Linked DNA regions of Rattus norvegicus: region 2 is linked to region 1. A link is a contact called in public Hi-C data. All regions are on one chromosome and are shown on one strand. The core of a region is the stretch at or near the end of the contact, and the rest is flanking DNA. Distances in the headings are between cores, read along the strand shown. Region 1 holds the start of Vgll3 (vestigial-like family member 3). Region 2 has its middle 54 kb from the start of Vgll3.

What was found. A called contact is a pair of places that touch in the nucleus more often than the background predicts.
Region 2: a Hi-C map of the A7r5 cell line shows a contact between it and region 1, with 2.6 times the contacts expected there. The contact joins the enhancer-like site here to the promoter of Vgll3 in region 1. A contact is called at or near these places in 3 of 12 Hi-C or Micro-C datasets (the A7r5 cell line, the Rat2 cell line and psoas muscle).

Annotation. Positions count from the first base shown.
Region 1 is chr11:17,087,510-17,091,219 of GRCr8, forward strand. Vgll3 (vestigial-like family member 3) reads left to right here and starts at 2,083. Exons shown (of 4, transcript NM_001427793.1): 1 at 2,083-2,654. The coding sequence starts at 2,529.
Region 2 is chr11:17,141,397-17,145,106 of GRCr8, forward strand. No RefSeq gene overlaps it. Among named protein-coding and RNA genes, the nearest start is that of Vgll3, 54 kb to the left of the region's middle. Within about 2 kb of position 1,940, at least 7 of the 93 cell types and tissues checked have an H3K27ac peak or open chromatin away from gene starts, as enhancers often do. A contact at or near this core is called in the A7r5 cell line, where this site is marked.

The DNA.
Region 1 (3,710 bases), core at 833-3,332:
GCCACCGTAACTGTGGGAGTGTTTTTTATCTATTGCTATTAGAGAAGACTCCACAACTTATACTTCACTAAACCAGCACAATCCCTAACACCGATGTATAAAAGTTTGTCCTTATACACTTAGATAAGTATAGTCTTCATCCCTTGTCAAGGAAACCTCTGTTTGTAACACACGAAGACCACTACATAAAACCACACTTGATCCACATGCTGTATGAATGCAGGAGAAGGTATCGCCTGCTACAATTGGGACTATGGCATGTGAAAAACTACTTTAAAAATGTCTGACAAAGCATCGGAGCTCTATGGCACTTACTGTGGCTGGATCATTATTGGAATGTCCTGAAGAATGGATCAGATGTGTTACTACAGGGCTGGGGAAGTAGAAATAACTCTTATTCAAGAGTCTGACTGAGATAGCTGGACAAACTAGGGTTTACAGAACTAGGTGTAAACAGAAGCATTAGAAGAAGTGTAATTTTAGGGTATAATGAAGCTTAAGACCTGACGCAGGCACTGTGAGAAGAGGGAAGCTTGGCAACTTCCCAGGTATTCCCAGTTCAACTGGGAGGTGGAGTTTCATTATCTGTGACAGACACCAAAAGAGGAAGCTGAGATTGAAATGTGGGTAGATAGATACAGTTATGTCTCCATACCACACAGAACTGCCTGGACTGAAGCTGTAACTGATGTGTGTAGATCACTGGAAAACGGTCTAACCAGGGTATGTCTCCTATCAAGGAGATATAGAAGAACTCACATTACATGATTATAACTCCTTTGTCCCAAATAGACATACCCACTAGAAAGAGTACAGTTTAAAAATCTGAACTACATAAATGCTTAATAACCATATTTTAAGATTCTGTTGGGGTTGGGGATTTAGCTCAGTGGTAGAGCGCTTGCCTAGGAAGCGCAAGGCCCTGGGTTCGGTCCCCAGCTCTGAAAAAAAAGAACCAAAAAAAAAAAAAAAGATTCTGTTGATAAAATAATGAATGCGTCAAGAAATTCTATTATGGCCTAACAAAATTACCCAACACAATCATAGTTTGTATGAGTGTAAGGAGCTACAGCCATGCACACACGTATACTTGCATATGTCACTTCTTTAAAGAATTGTTCGCCCAAAACAGAGTTGGTCATGGTGGGAAGGTTTGGTGTGTGTGTGTATGTGTGTGTGTGTGTGTGTGTGTGTGTGTGTGTGTGTGTGTGTGTGTGTGAGAGAGAGAGAGAGAGAGAGAGAGAGAGAGAGAGATTTACTCTATGCAACATTAATACCTTTGAAAAACAAAGAGACACTTCCTTTGAAAAGAACTAGGCCTTGGTCTTTACTCAAAAGTTTCTGTTTGCCACAGAGGTAAGTTTTTATTTCATCTTGTAGTAAGTTTTAAGCTACTTACTATAAACAACACATTTAAATGGCAGCAAAGTAGGTAGTCAATTATTTTCTCTTGCTACATTCAAGCTAGCTTGTAGAGGCCGGACAAGGTACACTTACATCCTGCCAGGATGACAAGCCACCAAGATGTGCCTTTTAAATGAAGATGTTGCAAGGGAACAAGTATTGTTAGCCGGTGGCCACTCAAGGCACTGTTAACTTTCACTTTGGTTTATTTTTAATGAAGGGACTAATCCAATATTTTATCTCTGGCCTGTTTTATAACTCTTTACACTTGGCCTTCCTTTGATCTGATTCTAGCATCATCAGAGTTTATGCTTCCTGAAAAAAAAAAAAAAAAAAAAACTGCCGGAACTTGGGCAACTGTGTCCAGGCCGCCAGGTGAACGAGACTGGGTGGGGACCAGCAAACTTTTGAGGGTGCGGAGTCTCTCGCATACCAATCTCCTCCCACCAGCATCTCTCGCCCGGAGGCGGAGAGGGCTGCAAACTTTGCTCCAATCCGCAGTTGCCTCCCCAGGGTCCCCCTGCTGGGCGACCCGCCCGCTGTGGACCTGAGTTGGTGGAACTTTTCTGATAAACTGCTCCTGAGAGCTGGGGAGGCGAGCTCCCCGCCTCCCCACATTCCGGCTATACTGCCCCCGCCTCCTGGTCCTCGCCCAGCCGCCCGCGCTAGTGATAGGACAAGTCCCGGGCGTGCATTGTGTGTATGCAAAGCATCGCTTGGCTCCCGGGGTGACTCTAGCGGGGATCCTGCTGCAGCGGCAGCTAGCGCTGGGGAGTACGCTCCTGTCTCTGATGCCACCGCCTGAGCCTGAGCACAGCGCTGTCATGCTCCTGCCGCGGGGCGGGCTACAGCGTCGTCCCGTCGCTATATAAGCGCGAGCAGAGGGGGCACTCGGAGGGGTTGAAAATGAAGGTGCCCGCGCATGGGCCGCCGCTGATTGCCAACCCCTCCCGAGCTCGCTCCCGGCGCACAGCCCGAGGCCGCCGAGGATCCGCCTTAGCCGCAGTAGCAGCTGGTTCAGCGACGCGGACGGCAGCTGCGGCGGCGGCGGTGGCGGTGGCTCCCCTCGCGCCAGCGCGTAGAGCAGCGGCGGCGACTCCGGGGCCGCCGCTGGCCCCGCTGCCATGAGTTGTGCGGAGGTGATGTATCACCCCCAGCCGTATGGAGCGCCCCAGTATCTGCCCAACCCTGTGGCAGCTGCAACCTGCCCTACAGCCTGCTATCATCCGGCGCCCCAACCTGGCCAGCAGGTGAGTCACCGGCCGGGCAGCCTTCCGGGGGCGGGGGCGAGGGGCACCGGGTATCGGTGTCAGGCTCACACCGTGCTCCGGCCGGTTCAGAGGCGTGGAGGATGCTCTAGGACTTGCTGGGAACTATAGGAAGAAAAAGACACTCCCGGAAGGGCAGAACTGAGTATGGCAGGGCTGGGATCTCTGGAATGGCTTTACCTGGCCGGGGGCTTAATTGAGCTGTGTCACCTGGACTCAGAGGCTGTTGCTCCCAGCTTCGCTGGTCCTTAGGACTCAGTTCCCTGAAGCTCACAAAAGGCATCTATCTTAGGACTGTGTGAGTAAACTTTTAACTTAAATACTTTGTTTTCTTGGGCAACTAGAGTATTCTAGCGTTTTCTGGAGTAAGTGGCGGAAGTGTGCAACTAAGGTAGCAGAGGTTACCTGAACGGGAGCTCCTGGAGTGACTGACTGTTGTGGGACTTTCAGGGTGGGACACTGGTCGGATATAAGACACATTCGGTGTTTCTAGAATTTATCCATTGCCTTTCTTCCTGCGGCTGTGATTTAGATAGGGATTCTCAAAGCCTCTTCATTCACTTTCTATTCCTAACAAAGCACAGAGCCTGTCGGTGTTCATCAGTGGACTTGTGTTTCTTAGCCCAAAGGTAGCCAGGAGTATCTGCATGCCTGGGCCCCACCCTGCCAAGAGATCGAAAATGTTGGTAAAAAGGACTTGGCAACTAGGAGATGATGAGAGAGTAGACGCTGGAAAAACTTGCCACTAGGAATTCTTGAGATTACTCTGTGACCACATAGCAAGTGCACCAAAATTTAACTAGAACTCTGTTAAAAACAATCAAACATGTGCCTGTGGCAAGGGCCTATACTGGCTCAGGGATTAGAGCAGGCTAATTTCATTGAAACTTAAAAATAAGGCTAGATATAGCTAGAAAATAATGATTTACAGGATTGTTTGACTTTTTTCATTTCTTAGGAACTGTATGTTTTATTCTGGCCTTCAGGGTTTGACCCTTGGAGCAATCTGACCTTTCAATTTCTATTTTTCCTTTGCCC
Region 2 (3,710 bases), core at 690-3,189, 54 kb after region 1:
ACATATTATTCTACCACAATCATTTATGGCCTTTAGTGTTTTGTTTTTTTTTTTAAATCAGGTTATAATAAGGAAGGATTTGCTACTTCAGCAGACATAACAGAACATAATCTTTGTTTCAGTGTTTGTGTGGAATGTATTTCTATTAGATAATAGGTTATTAGGAAAATTTCTGCTGTTTCTTCAGATTCTTCATGAAATATTTGGGCCCCTTTGGTCACAGTCAGAACTCAAAAGGCTGAGAGACCAGTCCTAGAGAGAATATAGTTTCTCACTGAACTGTTTTCTTTGTGGACAATCAACAACCAACCATTTAGTTGTATTGCTCAGAAGGTGGGGTTTATGTCCATCCTGTGATGTGCCAATTCTCCAAGTGTCTCATTGGACTAAATAGCAACGGATAACCACATTGACGTGGTAAAGTCTTCTGTCCCAATTGAATCACTCCAGCTGTTATCAGTTAAGCAGTGGAAAAGTGTTGCAGAAAAGCAAGCAGGCTTTGATAGATTTAATGCGCAAAGTAGGAATCCATACTGTGGAATACTGCTAATCAGTAAATGAGCTTCAAGGCTGCTGAAAACAACATCCAAACGCAAGTGCCTTACTTTTACCAAGTTTGGCTGTGGCTGAATGAAGAACGGCAGCATTGATCCTTGCCTTGCACTTGTGCAAGCCGCTATTTACAGAGAGCCAAATATAGCAACAGAGGATTTAATATCTTGCCAAAAACTACAAAATCTGTTCCCCCTTAAGCATGATACTCTATCCTTTTCTTGTGGATCTTGCTAAAAGGAAAATAGAGCTTTAAACTACCCAATCACTTCTGTTGAAAGTTCCTTAGCCTGTTTTCGAATGAGTTATGTGTGGTTTTGTGGTGTTTTAAGTTTCCAAAAGAAATCACTTACATGAAAAAAAGTCTGTCTTGTGCTGGGTTTTCTTACAGAAAGCAAAAGTTTTAATGATTGGTATGCTAATGACTTTGATGGTAGTAATTGTCATATGATGTGTATGTGTGTGTGTGTGTGTGTGCATCAAACTATCTTGCATGCATTGAATTTGTGCAGTTTTTGTTTTGTCAGTTAGACCTTAGTAAAGTTGGAGTAAAAGTACTCAAAAGATAAAGATTAATAATAATAGCAAGTAAGAAAATTCCATTTTGACAGTTTAAGACTAACAAAAGATTACTGAAAGATTACAATTTATATTTTGTTGTATATAGAATTTTAACTAAAAATATTAGTTTCAACTAATGTATTTTCTTCATTTCTTTGGACTTAGGCTATATCTTATTTTATTTCTAAGCACTAGGTGAGATAAGTAGATTATTCCAGATTTTTCTACAAAGTTGCTAATTACAGTAACTATTTGCTTATACAAATATACGTGTGTGTGTGTGTGTGTGTGTGTGTGTGTGTGTGTGTGTGTACACATGCGTGTGAGGGAGAGCATGATTTTGAAAACAGTTTTGTAAACTTCACTAAGCAAATAGCTTTCTATAGTGAAAGCTTTACCAGACATCTCTGTGGGGGATTTTAAACAAACACAAGCCTGTTTGGAAATACTTGGTGTATGTAAATATGCAAAATATGTCGGAACAGTGCAGCCGTGTTTAACAGCTGCAGGGTGTACTCCCTCATCCTTGAAAAGAACATTTTGGAGGTAATGGTATTCATTTTCCCATCAGGGCTTTGCCCCTCCCCCATGTGTCTTCTGAAAGCACAAGTCTAACACACTCTGCCTGCTTACATGCTAATTCCGAGAGGATCATTTCCCTGGATTCCCACTGGAAAAGGTGGGTGGTGCCTTGAAGGAATGTTTTCTTGAATTTAGAGATGTTGTAAACGCTGAACTTCGGGGAACTTGCTTGGACTTGCTTTGACACCAGCCTCACACAGAACACAGACACTCCGCAGGCTAGATTCCATTAAGGCTTGTCATGGCAAGGGTGGGTGAGAAGGTCCTGTTGTGAGTGGCCTTCCGGGGGTGATGGTCCAATCTTTCTATCACAGAATAACCATTTTAAGTGTGTCATCACATTCTCTAACACCAGGCCCTAAACCGTTTGTGAAAGTAAACATGTGCCTGTCTCCTGAGAACCCACAGAGGAAGAGGGGACCTCAGAGAAGCTGTAAAATGTGAGTCTGTGATTAAAACATTTTGTTGAAAGACTGTAGAGAAAAGGGCTAAGAGTGTGAAGCCTCAACTAGAAGAATAGAGTTCAAGGCAACATGTTGCTGTCATTTAACACTGTATTTCCTCAGGTTATCATTGAGAATCAGGGGGAAAGAAATGTAAATTACTTGGGAGAACCTAAACTTACTGACAAATACACAGAGGAGAGAGCTATAAAATAACTCCAAATTTCTCTCTGTAAACAAGTACTACCCACATTTATCCGATCTTCACAAACAGCACCACACAGAGTTACATCGAGTTTTAGCAAAATAAAATAGGGGTTTGAATTTAGGCAGTGTTACTTAGAAGCTGTATATTCTTGGATAATTTCTTTGGTTCTTAATGTGGCCATCTGACAAATGAAGAGGGTATTAAGGAGCACAAGTTGGAGAATTATAAAGATTAACAAATTAAAATGTGTGATTGTGTTATCATCAAGTACAGTGATTTCGCTCTCTTTTGAACTGAACCTAATAATTGTGGAAATCTTTGGTGAAGTCACTGCCAAATTTCACACCAGGGCAAGTGACAACCTGGGTACAACCCAGGTGTGACCAAACCAACACCCGAAGAGCTTCATTCTGCTTCCCCTGGTTTCTGCTATGATCAAACTTGAGTATCTTCACTGTTAGAATACATTAATAGAAGGGCCAGGAGCAGGACATTTTGGAAGATCAAGAAAGGCCAATCTAGCTTTTGTGAACCTTAGATTTATGACAGTCTTTGGGAATGTAGAGCATCATTCCCATCTGGGGATGCAGAACCAATGCTTTCAACATTCTTGTTGGAAGGATTAAAGTTTTTTTGTTTTGTTTTGTTTTGTTTCTTGTTTTTTGTTTTGTTTTTGTTATTTTGTTTTGTGTTTACTTACAAGGCCGACTTCAAATGTTATTAAATAGTAATAGGTTAAAAGAAATGCACATTTTTTGTTGGAATCTTATTTTTAATCTGAAATTCTCAACCTCCAATATCTTTAACTGATGAATAAGATCTTGTCCTTTAAAAAAAACAAGATTAGAGGGCAGAGAAATGGCTTAGCGGATAGAAGCCTTTGCTCTCTGCATAGGGGGGGGGTTCTTCTTGTCATAGTGTGATGGTCTTCAACTCTCTGAAGCTCTAGTTCCAGGGGATCCAATACATTCTGGCCTCCCCCAGCATCAGGAAGAATGTGATGTATCTACTACATATATACAGACAAAACACTCATACACAAAAAGAGAAATCTTTTTAAATGCATTTTAATTCTCATTTTACATTAATATTTTTGAAGAACCCTCATTTCTTACACTGTTGCACTTTAGTAAGATGATATGCTAAAACAAATAATTTTAAAAATATAAAACTTCTTATCTCATAGTTTCTTTGTCAAAAGTATAAGGGGTGCAAAAACACTTGGTTTCAATACTGTCTTTTATATCCCTGTTGTTTGTCATGGGAGAGATTACCCTTCCCTATCATTTAAAGTGAAAAGGCAGTACCTACATTACAGGTTGAATATGTAGATTTAATACAATGATGCATAAAATCTGCTTGAC